Regions from separate parts of the Manis pentadactyla genome. Here region 2 is linked to region 1. Evidence: chromatin contacts called from public Hi-C data. All regions are on one chromosome and are shown on one strand. The core of a region is the stretch at or near the end of the contact, and the rest is flanking DNA. Distances in the headings are between cores, read along the strand shown.

Evidence for each region. A called contact is a pair of places that touch in the nucleus more often than the background predicts.
Region 2: a Hi-C map of fibroblasts shows a contact between it and region 1, with 2.9 times the contacts expected there. The contact joins the promoter of SIK3 here to the promoter of BUD13 in region 1.

What each region holds. Positions count from the first base shown.
Region 1 is chr13:3,991,235-3,995,349 of mManPen7.hap1, forward strand. BUD13 (BUD13 homolog) reads right to left here and starts at 1,743. Exons shown (of 9, transcript XM_036919820.2): 1 at 1-1,743. ZPR1 (ZPR1 zinc finger) reads right to left here. Exons shown (of 14, transcript XM_036919821.2): 13 at 3,162-3,227; 14 at 1,910-2,467. The coding sequence ends at 2,333.
Region 2 is chr13:4,282,241-4,286,355 of mManPen7.hap1, forward strand. It overlaps SIK3 (SIK family kinase 3), which reads right to left and starts at 2,133. Exons shown (of 25, transcript XM_036919831.2): 1 at 1,822-2,133. The coding sequence starts at 2,094.

The sequences.
Region 1 (4,115 bases), core at 493-2,992:
ACTGAGATACAGCCTCACTAGCTGGAAGGCTCCCCAGGTCCCCCATACCCAGCCCTGCCTTGGCCTCCAGTCCACTTTGGTGTATCACAAACTTAACTCCACAGCCCTGCCTCCACCCCAGCATCAGCAGGCATTTGAAAGTCATATTTCTGCTCCAGTGAACATGACCAGTACAGCCCTCAACCACACCAGCACACCTCCTGCCCTCTTCTGTCCTCAGTTCCACTGCTACCCATTCTATTCAGGTTTAGCCTGACAAGACCCGAGCTCAGGTCCCAACCCTGTCTACCTCCCAGAGCAGTTAAGCAGGATCAAATTAATTTATGCCCAGTGGAGGGTCTGAGCTTTGCCCTCTCTGTAGTTTCATCTAATAAAGCAAATACAGTAGTTATAGACTTGACCTAAAATGTCCAGAGCTCAAGTTTCACACTGGCCTGAGTTTGAAGCCTGCTTCTTAGAAGGTTTAATTCCTTCTGGAAGTTACCTGGCCTCTCTGAAGCTGTTTCCTCACCTGTAAAATGAGGATGATTTTATTTACAGCTACTTTTTTCCAGGAAAGGTTTAAAGCAGAACAGAGACATTTTAGTTTTTGTATTATATGAGAGAAAATACATATAAAAGCACTTCAGAATTATTAATTCACTAATCCTCACAATAATCCTACCAAGTAGATAGCATTATAATCCCTATCTTACAGACCAGGAAACTGGAGCATTAGTGGTGCCAGTACTAAAGGGGTAAGTCTATTCAAAGTGCTATCTATAGCTTTATAGTTCACGTGAGTCACCTGATAACCTTAGTCCCTGAAGTCTTAAAACACCTAACTCTTGCCTCACTGACAGAAAATAGAAATACAAGTATGGGGGTCAGTCCCACATGAAAAGTCGTCAAATGCCGAAGAATTCAATAGGGAGAGGTGTCTGAAAACAGACTCCTTGGACAAATACATTTAATGAAGAGGGAGGAGGCAGAAATTCCAACAAGGAATGATCACAGTAAGAGAAAAGCAGTATCCCAGAGACCAAGGGCTAAGAAGAGGTGGTCCGCTGCCAAACCCAACAGAAGTAGAGCACAGAGAATGAGAACGTTTTCCACGTGGAACAGCCCGCGTGTGACCTCTGAGAAGGGCTGACTGGAAGGTGAGGGTGGATGGCATGAGTACTGTTGTTTGTAACTGGATGCTTTGGTTAAGGCAGCAGCCTAGAGCACCGAGGCTTGTCTAGCGTCCCCAGCAAGTAACAGGTCTGCACCGCAGGAGGCACCAGTGGCTGAGGCAGCGCAAAGAGCACGCGCTAGGGAGCCCAGGGCCCTAGGCTGCGGTGCTCGTTAGAGCAACTTTGGGCTGCCTGAACCTCTTTCCTATTTGTAAATGAGAGTGGGACCAGATGACCCCAAATACCCCCAACTGGCTCTAACATCCTTTAACCTCGAGGCTTTTATACACATACTCCCGTCTGCATAGAAACGTCTTTCCCCGGCTATCCATGGGGCTTACTCCCCTGCCTCCTTCTCAGCCTTGCCGAAAGGTCAAATGACCACCTTCTTGTTGAGATGGCCCCTGCCTACTCTCGGGAACACCTGCCCCCACCTCTGCTGGCACTACCATACCCTTCCCTGCTTCACATTTACACCGCCTGGCAGACGGTTTTACTTGCCAGTTTATCGTCAACCCCAAACCCACTGTTTGCCAGTTTCCCCCACTACACTAAAGCTCCATGAAAACACACTATTATTTTGTTCAGTCCTGTGGCATGCTTGACACAGTCAGCACTCCAACATCTACTGAAGGAATAATTGAAATGCCAGCTCCAATCCCCAAATTACAGTGGCTACACTGGAAGAAACTTCCTTCGGGGCTGAATTCTACCAGCACGGTATCTAACAAGGACAGAGTGAATTCAGAAGATAGTGCTGTTTGAAAGCCATCATTTTAATGAGAATTTCGTCACCTATGCTGGGTTCCCTCCCTCAGAAGACTCTTTTCCTGTTGAAAAGCAGTATTTTATATACCCAAACCAACTCTCAAACTCTAGATGTAGCTGTCTTCTACATTCTCCAACTTGAGAGTTCCTGCCCAAGAGAAGAGGGCACTGGGTGGAGGGAGGGGAAAGATGTAACAGGACAAAAGGGGTGACATGCTCCATAGTTACCTTCTGGGTTTCCTCCCAGGCCAATCAAAACCTCCAAAATAAGGTCAAGTAGCCCACCACGCTTACACTTCCATCACAAACCGTTCACATAGTGTGCCTACATCTCCGCACCTTTTCCAACAGAAATAAATAACCCTACGATCTGAGCAGCGCCAGAGGCTGGCCCAGGAGCTGCTCCCCTGCTACCGCTGTGGGGCCAGGTCTGTCCCATAGCCCTCGGTCTTCATGTCATTGAGCCCAAGCTCCTCATTCTGGTCAAATGTGCGCTCATAACGCTCCACCTTCATCTCAGGATCATCTTCAGGCGCATACACATTCTGCAAGACCAAACCGGGAATCAGCGCCCATGGCCCCTGCTGCCCCTCTGCTGCCCACTGCCCCCAGATGGCTTCCAACTCCCCCTTTCCCAAGGATTTAAGGAGATGTTCTCTTACTAAGGGTCTCCGATTCCCTATTGTTATTCTTGACAACTGGATGGCAACAGAGCCCTTGTGGGCCGGGAGCAGGATGTCCAACCTCAGGGAGAATTAGGAAACAGTCTGCCTAAAATGTTTTCCTCTGCGCCTTCTTACAAAGAGCATGGCAATAACTTTAATCATGCAGAATCATGCAGTTTTGCCTAACCCATAATGACTGCTAAAAAGATGTTCAAGTTACTATCAATCACTAGAGTCTCTCCCTAGTTGGCTTAAAGACTCTCCGTTTTCCTGTCTTGGCCTCGGACTTGGCACTATTTCTCTTCGCTCCATCATCAGATTTGAAAATGAAAACTCTCCTGGGGGACCCAGACCCAGAGACGAGAGCTGGACTAGTGGAAGAGGGAGCTTAGGAGTGTCCTTTCTCCCTCTTCACAGGCACTTACAGTCTCTCCTACCTTCCCCCCTCCTCCCTTATCTTCCAACTTCTGCTAAAAGGTTCCTTATCAAGTCTCTCAGTTTCTGGAGAAATGATATTCTATTCAGGTCAGGAAATATATCTCCATGAAGTATCAGGCAGGGCCCACTACTGTACCTGCAGGTAGCTATTTCCTGCTGGATCGTTCATAATAAAGCAGGCCTTCCTGTTGCCCTCAAGGATCTAAAGGAAAGAGAACACAGCACATCAGTGTTACAAAGCTCCTGGCAGGAAGGGGTCATGTCTGCCAGACAAGAACCAACCCCACTTACACTGCAGAATCCCCACCAGTTTTAAGTACTGGTGAAATGTACCTCTACTAGTGGAGAGGATCTAAAACAGACTGTGTGAAAGCTACTGAAGCAGCAATCTGACATCCCCCACTCCAAACAGGCCCACAACTGCCCTCCCCGACCCTGGCAGAAGCCTGAAGGAGTCTGTGGAAAAGTTACCACAGTGCGCTCTGACCTGGGGGGGCACAGGCCAGCTGAGGGCGAGGGAAAAGAATCAACAGGAGGTCACAGGAATGTGTAGCCTCACTGGACACAGACATACGTATACCACAGCCCTCTCCCCATGCTGAGCCATCAGAACACTGCCAGCTAAGCCTTCACCCTCAGGCCAGGAAGTGGAGCGCTCCAATGGGGATCTGACCAGCCGAGAGAAAAGATCCACCTACTCTGGCAATAGGGTCACCTCAACAAAACAGCCGAGCGGAATCCCTCTAGAGTAAGCCTACTGTCGGCAAGACTCACCCCCAACACCGGTGTTTTATTTAGTCTTTACTTTTAAACAGACAATAAAACCAGACATCTGAGCAAAGCCCCTGACAGTTTAAGACAGAAAATTAAATGGGGGAAGAAAAACTAGAGGAAATAGAAACTATGCAAAGCAAATAAAATGTCAAAAAAAAGCCAACATTTATATTCCCATGAAGAAAAAATACTACATCCTTAGAACAACAGGGTAATTTTTTTGAAAAACAGGAGAGTATTCAAAAATCGAAAAGACCTCTTGGAAAATAAAAATGTGTTAGTGGAAATGAAAAACTCAATTCAAGGGCTAGAAACT
Region 2 (4,115 bases), core at 883-3,382, 290 kb after region 1:
ATCCAAGGTCTGGGAGATACAAAATTCTTTCTTAAATCATAGATACCCTAAACCAGGCAACGAATTAAGATCATAGAGTACCTTCCCCAGGGATCAGAGCAAAATAATCACAGGAGCGCAATGTGATTACTGCAAAAAGAAGGGGATAAAAAAGGGAATGCCCCAGCAAGGACCATGGCTCAAACAACTAGAGTCGTTTGTAAACACAACTTTGGCTGGGCTTACAGTTAACAGAACTGGAAGGGGACAGAGATGGGCCAGGGTCTGAGGGTAACATCAGCTCATTCAGCTCAGATCTGCAGACTTGAGGCCCTCTGACAAAAACTGACAGGAGGCTGAAGGGGGCCCCCCCCCAGAGGAAGTGAAACTGACCAATCAATTTGCCACAGCCACCCACCCACCCCATCACCTGGGGGAAAAAAGGCCTCTTGCAGTCTTTGACAGAAAGGAGGGGAAAAGGACTTCAGGTTCTAAGTGGGCAGGAGAGAAGGCCTTGATAAGTAGCTGGTTTCTGAAAACAAGCCATTGCCATAAAATCAAAAACCAGGTAGGTGATGATAAGCAGAGGCTAGGCTGAGGGGAGGGGACGTGATGAGGGTCTGGTGGCCAGCAGCAACTACAAGGGTGCCCGTTAGTCAGGTGGAGGGAAACAAGCCAGAGTCCAAATACAATGAATGACTACATTGAAAGTATTCATTCAAGTGAGGACCTAGCAAAGAAGGAAATCTGGAGTACAAACGGGTTCTGTGGCTCCTATCAAAACCCAACGATTCCTTCTGAGTTCTTACATTCCAACAGTCCCAGTGACGAAGGCTACAGGAAAGGGCTCACCCGTACTTCCACAGGAAAAATGAATCTTCTACGTAAAATGTTATGTGTGTACATATATGGCTTCCTAATCGACCTTGGCTAATTTCACTACTACAGCTCCACAAATCCCTTGAGAACCAAAGGGCCCCGTGAGTGTGATCCCCTGGTGTCCGGGTTCCTCACACACGTCGGTCACCAGGCCTTCCCCCCGACCACCGTGAGCCCACCCTGCGTTCTATGAAGCCCACAATTCCAGACCGTCCAGCAACTAAAAATAACCGGCACTCCAGCTCTCCCCAATTGTTTAACCCCTGCTTACCTAGTGCCACCATGTGCGCCCCTTCCTGCGGAAGAGCAAAGTAATTTTCCCTCCTGATTTCCCCATTTTCTACATCGCCTCCTCCAGTCATAATAATCTTGTCGGTCTTCAGGCTCCCATTCCCACCGTCCACCCGTCAGAGCCGATCCAACGCGGATCGGACCTGTCATAAGGTCCCAGGCGCCTGCTACCTCCCCGCACCCTGCGCCCACCGCACACCCCTGGGGCACATCCCCGCCGTCCTTGGCCCTCTCCTGACCAGATCGCCCTTGTCTTCCCCCACCTCCTGGTGCCCATTTCCTGTGCCCCTGCCCTCCTTCCCGCAGGATTTCCTAATTGCTGGTTCCACAGTCGTCTTGGCGTACAGTCTCCCGGCTCGGCCAGAGTTCAAACCTCTCTCCACCCAGCCCCTGCGCTGCCCTCCGGGGAGCCCCCTCCCCACCCCCGGCGTCCCGGGTCCCGGAGCTCGGCGGGCCCCTCCCCTCCGCCCCGGAGTTCCCCTCTCGCGCCCCCCGCGCCGCCCCGACGGCCCCTGCCCGCTGCCCTAGTGCCCCGCGCTCCCCGACAGCCCGAGCCGCGCTCGCCGCGCCGACCCCTCGGCGCGCTGTCGCCGGTCCCTCCGGCCGCCGCCGCACTCGGATGCCAGGTCCCGGGCTGCGCACCCGCGGCCCCCGGCCCCACCGCGCCGCTACCTTGGCCTTGGTGACGAGGTGCGTGGCCCGCTTGACCACCGCGAAGTTGCCCTTGCCGATGGTGCGGTCGATCTCGTAGTAGCCGATGCGGGCAGGCACTGGCCCGCGGGAGGCCGGGGCCGGGGGACGCGGCGGGCCGGCCGCCGGGGACACCGACGCGGGGGCGGCCGGGGACCCCGGGGCGGACGGAGGCAGCAGGCGGCCGGCCGGCCCGGCTCCCCCCGCCCCGGCCCCGGCAGCCCCGCCAGCTCCGCTCGCCGCCGCCGCCGCCATCTTGTTGTGCAGTGAAACCTCCCGGGCCGCGGGAGCCGGCGGGGGGGAGAGGGCGGGGGGGGCGGGAAAAGGACGGGGGCGGGGGGGGGGCTGACGGACGTCACTCCGGGGGGCGGGGCGCCCGCGCCGCCGGGGCCAGGCGCCATGGCAACCGAGCGTCACGTGCCGACGCGCGTCATTGCCCGGAGTCATGGCAACCGTGACCTCACGGGCAGCTCGACCTTCCCGCGTGGGCCGGGTTCCCGAGGCGCAGGCTCCCGGGCGCCCCCCTCTGGGGAGGGCACCGTGGGCGCCACCAGCGCCCTCGCGCGCCCCGAGCTTCCGCCGCGCTCCCGAGACGCAGAGCCGGCCCCGCCGCGTGTGGCATCGCTAAGGTGACCCCTAGTGCGCCCTCTGTCCCACTTCAGCGGTCACCCAGGCTCTCTAACGCAAAATGTTTCCTCTTCACCAAAAATACCAGCCGCGTCCCACTTTAGCCCTTGAGGCCGCAAAGGCAGGAATAGGTAACCAGGCGGGAGCGAGGCAGGGGAATTCTTCAGTAAAATTCCTTCCTCTTACAAAACCCGGCTCACCGGCGCAACCAACCTAATTGTCAGCGAACGGAGGGCAATGGGGAAACCAGGATCTGCGTGCTGGAGGGCGGGGGAACCAGCCCAAACAGGCATCCCAGCCACTGGCTGGGCGGGGGCCGCGGGAGGTGCCCATTCTCCTTCCTCCCACCCTGTCCCCGAACAATTCTATAGCCAGGTGACTGTCAGAGTGCCGGCGTCCCACTTGCATCGCTTGTATGACCCTGATGAAGCAGCGGTGCACACTGCCCGCAAACCACGTCACGGTTATGTAGACAGACGACAGTCTGTTGGGCAAAATAAGTATGTAAATAATAAAATAAAAATTCCATCCTACTGGTGACCCTCCCAAGGACATTAAAGGTGATCACACTGTAATTCCAATAATAAATCTCGCCTCTTTCTTTGCTCCTCTGTTAGTTGGCATTCCACACCCTCCAGATTTCCCTTTTTCCCCCCTTCCCTTTATTAAGTAGGTGGACCTAACCGCTTTAGTTGGGGTTGAGGAGGGAAAGGCTATCGGGCTGTCAGTGACAAGGTCTTCAGCAGGCTAGCGGGGAGGAGGGAAGACTTGCAGACACTCCGATGTGAACGTGCATCCTTCAGTCCAGTCCCCATCCATCCACCTGCGTGTCTCAGCTGTGTTGTCAGGTCACTGCATGTACGATATTAAATGTGGATGCCCAGGGGACTGTAGGTGTGTGAGGAGGGCGCAGTTTTACTCTCTCTGACCAAAAGATATTTACTTGCACTCTGATTCCCCATCTGACTATGAGTAATGTCTAGGACCAGGACGGGACAGAGAGGTCATTCCACAATTGGTCTTGGATCAATTCCCTGGTGGCTGTTCCAAATTGCCCACACAATTAACACTAATTGGCTCCTTTACTAGCAAAGAAGAAGAAGGATGAATTTGTCCTCGGCTTCTTGCACTGGTTAAGCCCTTTCATTGGCTGAGCTCATTCAATCCCAGATAAATGATGGAATGTAGCAGCCTCTCTTACCTCTTCATGACACCACTCACCTGCGTCTAGAAGGGCCTATGTATTAACTTTGGTACTGCGCCCCAGTGTCCCACTGAGGGGAGGAGGAGAGGGTCTCACAGAAAGCTTAGCTGGCGAGAAGGCAAGGGAAAAAAAGTTTTACTCTGGAGACTGAAACCATCCTCACTAGTGACTTTACAACCTCTCTGCTCGCAGAGATCATTTGGACGTGGAGTACTGCGACTTGCGCCACTCGCTGGAGGATGTCAAAAACAAAGCAGCCTCAGGGGAGAAACTGGAAAATGGAGCATTGGTTTCATTTCCACAGAGCACAAGCAGATCACACTTGTCCCTGAGAATGACCAGAATCTGAAAGCTGTGTGTTACGTCACTTATGCTCCCTGCCTGTGTGGACTGAGGCTGGTAGATGGTGCATCCTGTTGACCCTTAGACAAAGACTTGTAGGCGA